Linked DNA regions of Mus musculus: region 2 is linked to region 1. The links are chromatin contacts, called in public targeted proximity ligation maps. All regions are on one chromosome and are shown on one strand. The core of a region is the stretch at or near the end of the contact, and the rest is flanking DNA. Distances in the headings are between cores, read along the strand shown.

The links.
Region 2: a contact with region 1 is called in a targeted proximity ligation map of microglia, with 5 times the contacts expected there. A contact is called at or near these places in 16 of 484 Hi-C or Micro-C datasets (the G1E-ER4 cell line, Sertoli cells, adipose-derived mesenchymal stem cells and 10 more), 2 of 130 datasets of targeted methods (large pre-B cells and microglia) and 1 of 9 other capture datasets (embryonic stem cells).

The regions. Positions count from the first base shown.
Region 1 is chr19:28,773,486-28,778,338 of GRCm38.p6, reverse strand. The region is part of intron 2 of Gm35922 (a long non-coding RNA gene); the gene reads right to left. Among named protein-coding and RNA genes, the nearest start is that of Gm35922, 16 kb to the right of the region's middle.
Region 2 is chr19:29,485,064-29,490,169 of GRCm38.p6, reverse strand. No RefSeq gene overlaps it. Among named protein-coding and RNA genes, the nearest start is that of A930007I19Rik, 34 kb to the left of the region's middle.

The DNA.
Region 1 (4,853 bases), core at 54-2,553:
TAATCCAATAACTTCTGCCAGATGCACAGGTTCTTTGTTACCCAGATGAGTCATAATCGTTCATGACCTGAGACTAGAGAGGTCTTGGGATCTAGGAAGACAGCTATTACTGTTATTTTTATAAAGAAGCGTAGCAAAAAACCAAACAAACAGAAAACGGAAAGCAAACATGAAAAGGGCTCCTAATAATGTATTGCTATACCCATATGTCAGCATATCTCTCAGCCCTAGTCAGAAAAGCTTCCTCTGTAGCAGAGAGGAACTAACTCTGAGACCCATACATGAACAATGGCCACAAACTTTGGCCAACCCAGCCCTAAATAGAATGTCTTTCTCAAACTCTTCCCTTCAAGGCTCAGGGATCCAAGAGCCAGAGATGGTGGATGCCTTCCAGACACAACAGGAGGGCTGATGCACACATGAACTCACACAGACTGTGGCAGCATGCGTTAAGCCTGGCACACATTCAAGACAGACAAAATCCTGACACGGAGAAGGGGAAGTGGACACTAAGTCCCACCTCTAACCAAGAAGCTGTTTGTAATACCCACTGGGAACAGGAAAATCAGTTTCTTCTAATGGAGCAATGATAGATATATCAGCTACACTCCATGACATTCTGAGGAGCTGATGGTCAACACAAAATGGACTCTATGTGTGTGTGTGTGTGTGTGTGTGTGTGTGTGTGTGTTGCTTTTGTTTATTTTGTTTTTGTTTGTTCTGATTTCTTTTTAAAGAAAGAACATGAAGTTGGGTGGCTATGGAGGATCTTGGAGGAGTTAGGGGAAGGGGAAAGGATATGATAAAAATATATTACACAAAAAGATTTAAGCCAACAAATAAAAATAAGAACTTCATAGTAAACTTAGATATTTGCTTATCCAGGGATAACAATGGTATAGCAGTGGTAGACATAAAAAAGAAAATTCAGCTTTATTCAACTCAAATGTTACTGAAAACTGGCAAGATTGTAAAGGGTGATTTAAGAAGACAAAGAGGTCGAACCCAGCTTCTCTCACTCGTCCATTAAGTGGATCCTTCCCTGGTCACTAGGATACAAACACCAGGAAGCTAGTGCGATGACCTCTGCTCTCTTTTAGTCTTGTTTCTCCAGTGAGGCCTGGCCACCAGAACACACACCACTGCTTGCTCTCAGAGAACCCAAGCTGTGTAGAGTCCCTGGTTTTCTTGGCAAAGTTTGTGCACTTGAGAAAGGGAGGCAAACAGGAAGTGTAAGCATAGAATCAGAGTTCAAGAGAAGTCCAGCGCAGTTGTGGGACACGATTTCCAAGGAGCTGGATATATTAATTAGGTGGTAGTGACACCACCTGGTCATCATGAGCATCTTCCCTCACACGGAACACTGGGAAAGGAATAGACTTGGCTTTTCTGCTTAAGCCATGTTAGATGCAATTGCAATTACATCAGAGGTACAAGGGCCTTGATCTTGAGAGGTTTAATCATCTATGCAACAGAAAAAAAATGCATTAATGCTAACTCCCTTACTTCAGCAGTTTGACTCTGGAGATTAGGAGGTATGGAGTCCTGATACCTCGACTTCTCTGGGCATCCCAACGAACACTCAGATCAACCCAGGCAAGGCTTTGATGGATAATAAACCTGATAAAATACTAAGGAAACCATGGAACAATAGAATTATAGGTCATTTGGAACTCATAGAATAATCTATGAGAAAGAGATCCTTGTAGGTTTGTGTGAAAAGCAAAATTAAAACAGCAACAAGAAGATGTGGTCAAAGTTTCACTTTTCTTGCAAGTCTCTCCCATGGACTCTTTGGCTGTCTCATCCCAATACTAAATCAAAGAACTCAGGGCAGTGAGTGTGGTCACTCAGCCCTGTAATCCTGGGACTTGGAATTTTAGCTTTCTAGTGAGTTTGGAGCCAGCCTTGACTATATAGTAAAGCCCTGTCTCGAAACACACAAAAGATTAAGAAAACAACAATAATACTAAGACAAGAAAAATGAGGGACTATTCTGGGTTGTCTGGAATATTCTAATCACCACTGTGTACAACCTTCAGATTTCCACTACTGGAAGAAATTCCTAAGATAAGCAGTTCACAAGGAGAAAGCACACATTTTTGACATGCAATTTCAGAGGTCCATGGGCACTTAGCCATGTCGCTCTGGGCTTGTGGCAGTTTGGCATAGTACAGCAGGATCATAATACAGTGCAAAAGACTTGTCACCTCATGGTGTCCAGAAAGCAAAGAGTGGAAAAATAGCATCCTTGAAGAGCATGTGCCCCAGGGAACTCTCCTCCTTCCACTACCCCTCACATACTAAACGTCTACAGCTTCCATGGATGCGGCCATTGAGGCTTGAACACATGGGCTTTTTGGAGGGCAGTTATGATCCAAACTAGTAATATACTACTTAACAGTGATACAATTATCCCATTTAATCTCTATTTTAGAACCATTTAACTTCTAGAACAAATGAAATGCTCTCAAACCCGAGTTTTTTGATACCTTGTATAATTATATTTCTCTCACCTTTACCAAATCTATCAGTTAGGGTTTTGTCAGAAGAACAGAAATGACTCTACCATGCTCAGAATTATGGACTTAACGTAGATCTTGGACTTAGGAGGCCTGGAAGGAAAAGCAAATAAGAGAACTAGAGAAGCAAGAGGAGGAGATGGCAATGTGACACTGTGTGGCATTCAGAGATCAGTATCTGTATGATGTAGTGGTCAGCCTCAAGGACCAAGAGACTAAAAGGGAAGAAAACCCATCATTAAAATATACGATTCAGTTCCTAGGCCAGCCAATACTAGGAATGCTGAGCACAGTCACCCTCGCCAGTGTTGGCAACAATGAGGATCCACAGTTAGTGCAGAAGGCTGGATCACTGAAAGGCCATATCTGCTTCCACAAATACCAGCAGCTACAAAAGAGTCTGAGGAATAAACAATGTCTCTTCCTTCTGCTAGCATTTAGCAGAAAGCCAAATCCTACAAGCATTTGGAGATTTGGGGATGTAGCTGTGGATGCCTGACCCTAACAATACAAAACAGACAGAATGTGGTCCTGGAACTGAGGGAAAGAGGGAGGTAACTGTCCTACCAAGTAAAATAAGGCAAGATGTATCTCCTAGAAGGCAAATGAACATGTGCCATTTGGAGGCTCATGCACGGTCCTGAGGGGTATTAATGCTGTAATATGCTCCAGTCCTAGTTGAGCATTTACTGGTTCCGACATGATGGGCAGAGAATGGTGCTGAACTCACACCCATCCATCCAACTCATCCAAACATCCAACCCAATCAATATATATCTATCCATTCAATCCCACTCATCTACCCATTTTCATTTGGTTCAACCCATCAATTCAACCCATGCAGCCAATGCATGAATGCACATATCCATCAACATGTATCATACATTATTTCATCTTTCCAGTCCAATCCATTCATGACACACACATACATGCATTCATACACACATACATACAATCCATCTAACCATCCAATCAGTCCATCCATCCAATCTATCCACCCAACCTATTCCTATTAATTCAGTCCCATCCATTAACTCAACCATCCATCTATCCATTCACCCATCTATCCATCCATTTACACATTTGGTGAGCACTTATTATCTACCAAGCATTGTGCTATGCACTGGAGATTCAAAGAGAATGCCAGTCTTCCACAGGTAACGTTCAAGCCAGGAAGAGACTGAACAACTTCGGTAGCCACAGGAAATATTACAAGTAACAATCACTTGTGTGAGTCAGTTTTCTGTCACTATAACAAAAGCCTGAAGGGTTTGACTAATAAAGAGAAAAGATCGATTTTTGGCTCATAGTTTTTGAGAATTTGACCCATGGTTGAGTGACTCTGTAGTTTCTAGACCCGTGAAGAGGCTGTCTATGACCATGGGAACAACAAACTCCAAGGAGTTTGCCCAATGGCTGGAAAGCAAAGAATATGGCAAGGAATAGACCAGAGTGCCCTTCATAGGCATCCTTTCAGTGGCCTGAAGATTTCTCACTCTACCCAACCTCTTAAAGCTTCTACCACCTCTCAACAGAACTACTGTGGAGGCCAAGCCGTCAACACAAGGGCCTTTGGGTGACATCACAGAGCCAAACAACAGCACCACATTGTTCTTCCTTCCTTCCTTCCTCCCTCCCTCCCTCCCCCTCTCTTTCTTTCTTTCTTTCTTTCTTTCTTTCTTTCTTTCTTTCTTTCTTTTTTTCTTTCTTTCTTTCTTTCTTTCTTTCTTTCTTTCTTTCTTTCTTTCTTTCTTTCTTTCTGCCTGTCAAAGTACTTTGCCATCTTAGAATTCTTGTAGAATATAAAAATCACATGGAATGTATCTTTACTTATTTTTCTGTCGCCAAACCTTCCATGGACATTGTATATAATTCCTATAAAAACAATTCCAAGTTCTGTTGCTTTCTCTTTCACTTGTTCATACTGTTTTTAATGACTAGCTTTCTTCCTTTGACCAATGACTTCCCTGGCTCTCTTCTGTCTTTTCAGCCTTGCACAGTCCTGTCACCTCAGAGACTAGTTATCCTGAGGCCATCTCTCTGCCCTTCCATATTGTTTGTCTAACAGTGCAGGGCTCTCCAGCTCCTAGGCTGGTCTACTTTCCTGTGTCATACTTACCTGCTGCTTCTCCTCATTCAACTTGAGAGACATTTTGAGAGAACAGACGTTGCTGGGAAAATCCATCTCTACTCACCGCACTATGGGAAAAGTTTTGTCTCTCTTCTTCTAGAACTTCATTAAATTCATATTCTTTTTTTTTTCACTACAGTGACTATATGCTTATACGTGGTTGACTGATACTCCTCCAATGTCTTCAGTAGACTTCCTAC
Region 2 (5,106 bases), core at 2,245-4,744, 710 kb before region 1:
CCACAAATAAAGTCATCTGGATTTTAGTGCCCAGTGACCTGAGGTCATGGAACTGTGCCCTGCTGCTCTGTGATGATTGCCCAAGTCGCCCACAAAGACCTGTAACACCTGCCAGAGGTCACCGGTTTTCAAGTTGCCACAATGTAATCAATGTTCAAATAGCCTTGAGCCCCCTCAATCCAACCCTGGTAAGGTCACTCTGACTTTTCCCCAAGGATTTCAGAGAGTTCCCAAGGGTGCTTGCTTATTGTCAGCCACCGCTAACCACTGTTGTAATGTTGTAATTTCTCCAAACACAGAACCAACTGTGATACTTAACAAAACTGTATTGAAGAAGATGTGGGCATAATGAAACAAAAAATAGCAGAGAAAAAAATATCCAGCTGAGACAAACTTTGGATCGCCCTTCATGCCCGCCCCTCTGCTGTGTGGTGGGGATCCTCTTCCAAACATCCAGTTTATGGACTGCACCTCCCTGTCTCAGAAGCCGGAGGACAGAGTTTCAAGGCATAAACTCTACTTACTGTAGAACCATCCCCACCTAATCACTGCCTTTTATGAATAGAGCAGGTGCTCAAAGAATGTTTGTCCAATGACTGAATGACATTGTAACATTCCTGTTCCAGCTTAGGACCTTAGTTTTACATTTATGTAATTCAAATGCTTATTTTTAAATCCCCCCCCCCATAATCGATCTCCAATGTCAGTTTAAAAATTTTCCCTTCTGTTGAGACTTAAAAGTTGTCTCCATTTTAGATAACTTCAATAATCTGCCATCTTGGAAATATCAGCTTTTTTCCCCACCTTTGTACTTAACGTTCTGAATTTTAGAATTTAAATTTTCATGAGCTATTTGACCTCAGGCTAACCTGGTGTGTCTCCTTATACAGGGTTTTATACTAATGACAGCATATTTCTGAAAATTCCATTATTTTTTTTTTTTTTTACTTTTGTATCAAGGCTGGCTGAACAAGATCTGTTATCCCATAGTTGATTTTCTAATAAAAAAATTATACTAGTTTCTAGATGCCACATTAAGAGTTGCTATACACTAACTCCAGCCTCCAGCCAGGTGGTCAAGGATCCTGGAGATCTGATTGGCAAGATCCATGAAGTTGATCCTCACATCTCCGTTCCACGACCCTCTGATGTAAAACTTGTAGTGGCTGTGAGTGTTCATCAAAGTCAGCTGTTGTTACTGATGGAAGGACATTCTCCTCCAGAGCTCTGAAGTGAGACATGTCTGAAGACCACCTTTTCAGAAATGTCTGCGATATATCTCTCCTCTCCTCTCTCTTCCTCTGCCCAAGCTTAGCAAACAAACAAACAAACAAAAAACAAAAACAAGAGTTCTGAGAAAATGTAGCCAGCGTTGCACCAGTAACTCCTAGTTAATTCTGTAAATGATCTCCAGAAATGATAGAACTCGAGATAAATTCCTGTTTCTAGCCATTCTTCTCGGTGACTAAAGCACGCACACAGAGTTGGGGCACAGGAACGTGACACGGATGAGTGTCATCTTTTTCTTGCTGATACAGCTGGACCCTGTGTGTTGAAATGAAGCCCTCTTTCCTCTTTCCCTACAGTCTCCGTCCTGAAACTCGAGTCTGAGTTTCACTGGTCTGGAAACACTCAGCAGCAAACACCAGCCCCTCACGACAGAGTTGCAGCTTACTCTCTGGATCCACGATGCTCAGGACTTTCTTTAGCACCAGTGAATGGCTGGGTAAAAGAACAAGGAAAACAGGCTGATGCCCTCATGCTGGCAATTCCCTGGAATAGCACAGATGTCTAAGTCGGTAAAAAAAAAAAAAAAAATGGTGCGGTCCCCAAGTCCTCATATGCTACTAACCTAGTGGAGTTAAGGAATAGAGCGTAGGAACTTCTTAAAACCTAGATCTCCACAGAGAATGACGAGGCAGAAAGACAGAGGGTCAGGGAAGTGTGTGCAGAGGGGAAGGCCAGGACGAGTGAGTATATTTCCTGTCTTGTTTACATGCAGCCACTTCCCCCCCACCCCATACTGCCTGAGTCTTCCCGAAGAGGGTTATTTGAAGCATTTATGCCCTCCCTATCCTAGTCCCTGGCTAGTGCCTCAAAAGCCAAGCTCATAATTTCACCTTGGTCCTTCACTAACCCTGTCACAAGCAGATAAAAGGCAGGCACCTAGTTTCCTAAAGGGCTGAGAGAGAGAGAGAGAGAGAGAGAGAGAGAGAGAGAGAGAGAGAGAGAGAGGGAGAGAGAGGCATCGTCCCACCCCATCCCCTAAGTCTCTCTTCTGTACCTTATCTGATTTTTGTCTTGCTATGGACAAGTGGATGGATACTCATACTGGCAGATGATAAGAAAGGCAGGTCAAATAAAACACCACGTGGTTTTTTTGTTTGGTTTTGGTTTTTCGAGACATGGTTTCTCTGTATAGCCCTGGCTGTCCTGGAACACACTTTGTAGACCAGGCTGGCCTCGAACTCTTGCAAGTTTACATTGTTCTTCTTCAGCACTCAGGCCTGAGTTCCAGCAAGTACCGCGGGCGGTGACTGCACCACTGTAACAGACGGAATTGATGGGAAAATGCCTACTTCCCCAAGGACCCTGAGTGGCTCTTGCTGCCCTGACTGCGCCCTGGGAGTTGTCTTCAGGGTCCCTCAGAAGCCCTCACAATCTACAACTACAAGAGAAACTCTTGCTTCAGCAAGGCATATCTGAGGCGCTTCTCTGGAATTTATGCCAGTGACCATCCTGAGTGGCCCGGGGAGTGGTTGGACAGCTGGGTGGATTTTGGAGTCCCAATCCTGGAGAGCAAGTCTCGATTCTTGTTCTCCACACGTCACCGGAAAGCATCCAGGCTCAGCGCACTTCTCCGTTCCTCGCTGCTTCTTACCTTACTTCTGATCACGAGCTCCCTTCTGTTTTGAATTCCTTGGAGCCCGTCTCCCTTCATTGGACATACAACTGTATGCAATCTCAGTTTTGATACAACTTTCCCAGCTTGTGATGTATATTTCTCTAGTTTTCTTTGAACCCCCCCAGTGTGAAACATATCTAATACAACGTTTTGTACTCTTCATGACACATAGCTGTCGGGGATTCAAATCACAAGATAGAATGTAATACGCCCCGGGGAGTGGGTGGACCCCATATACCCTTGAAACAGAAGGATGTTGCTGAGATGGTCCAGTGCCTTACCCTGTCACTCAGATGCTCAGTCAGAAAATAAAAGCTCTGGTTGAACTGGCTTTGAACTGTCCCTCAGGGCCTTCATGCTTTCCCAACAGCCCTCACAGAGTCACTTCCACTATGTCGCAGTCACCTGGGGATGACACTCTAAAGACTCTTCATTCTGAGAACATTGAACAAAAGTTTTTGTGTTTTGGGAAAGGACCCTTGCACTCCCTACACATGACTTTTCTACCCTGGGGTGGTTCTTGAAGACAACTTCCCCAAGCAGTCGTCAGAAGGGGTGCTCACACTGTCTCTTGTCACATGTGGTTCATATGCTCAGCCACAGCTCAGTCATGCGTATGTGCTCTGGCCCTTGTGACATCTCCTGAGGCCAGCAGGATGCTGGCAAGCCCAGTGTCTGCTCAAACTTATCTTTTAGTTTCTCTTCAGAGTCTCAGAAAAACACAGGTGGAAATCTGCGCTCGATATTGCGGGAAACACAAGTTGTATGTATAAAATTTTGCCAAAACCCCAGTGAAATTCTAAAATTTAAACATATTTTAAAAAAATAATGTTTAAATGTTTTTATGCTGAAAATACTCAAATTGTGCTTGCCTCTCAAATACAGTGAGAATAAAAATTGCTTACAGTCTCATGGCATGGGCAGAGCTACTCACTATTACTATAATTCTTGTTACACAGCCTTGAAAGCAAAGTGAAAGAAGGAAAAAAAAAAGAAAGGAATATGAAATATAAGCTGTTTGCCCCACCACCTCCCACCCTACTGCTGATCTTTACAAAAGGATTTTAAGGAGGAATTTTCCCCAAATTTTGTAAAGAAACGATCTTGCTAATAACAACATCGTGGAGGTATTTTTGTTGTCTGTGAACACCACAGCATCTCAGTGGCCATTCTGCTTTAGAAAACATACTCTAGAGAAAAATGACAGTTTGCACAAAGCCCAACAGCTAGCTGTCTTAAAAGGAATTTTGTATGCATATGATTCTCCAGAAGGGTCATATTTTTGAACCTTGTTTTTGAACAAAGCCCTCTTGACAGTCTAGGGCACTCCTTTCCAGCCATTTTCTTACCTTGGTTGTTTATTTTGGCTTGGCACTGTACCCCAAATGGTGCTAAGGTGCCCTGCGCATTACCCCACCATCCCCCGCCCCTTCTCTCACACATACCCACCACTATTGGTCTCTCCTCTGGGCTTTGGTATTTGTGAGCTTACATTTCAGTCCTGGCTCAGCAACACTGTCTGCATTTTCTCCTCTGTCTAAGACTTGAACCCCCTGCCCCCATAGGGTCCCATGAGAATGGACAAGTAATAGATGCAAATTGTGTGCTGACTTCATAATAACTTACCAACATACAGAGACTTAAGATGACATTCAACAATTTTTTTTGTATTTCTCTGTAATTTTGTTCTTGAGATTTCCATGGTCCGATGGTAACCTATAATACCAACACAGCTCTATGACTAATCTATTTTCACTCTGCTAGACAAGTTATTTCCAGTTTGGGGACAGAGATGTTGTAACTAAAGCAAGTTCTTTCCCTTCTGTTCTACTTCTTTTCTTTAGAAGAAAATTCCTGGAATAGCATTTCTAAACAGGGACATTAACCTTGAGCAATCTAACTCTGTCTCTCTCTGTCTCTCTGTCTGTCTCTCTGTCTGTCTGTCTGTCTGTCTGTCTCTCTCTTTCTCTCTCTCTCACACACATACAGAGAGAGAGAGAACAACTTTTTGTGCCTACAGTGTCTTCTATATTTTGCATTTCCTTGGAGAGATTTTTGAGCAGCAGAATTACTTGAGCAAACTGGAGGACAAGTGGCCTGCCCTCCATGCTATAAATCCTATATATGCCTCATTGTGCCAATTTATTCTTCCATAAACAATCTATGAAACCACCAGCTTCATATAGTCTAGTGTATTGCTT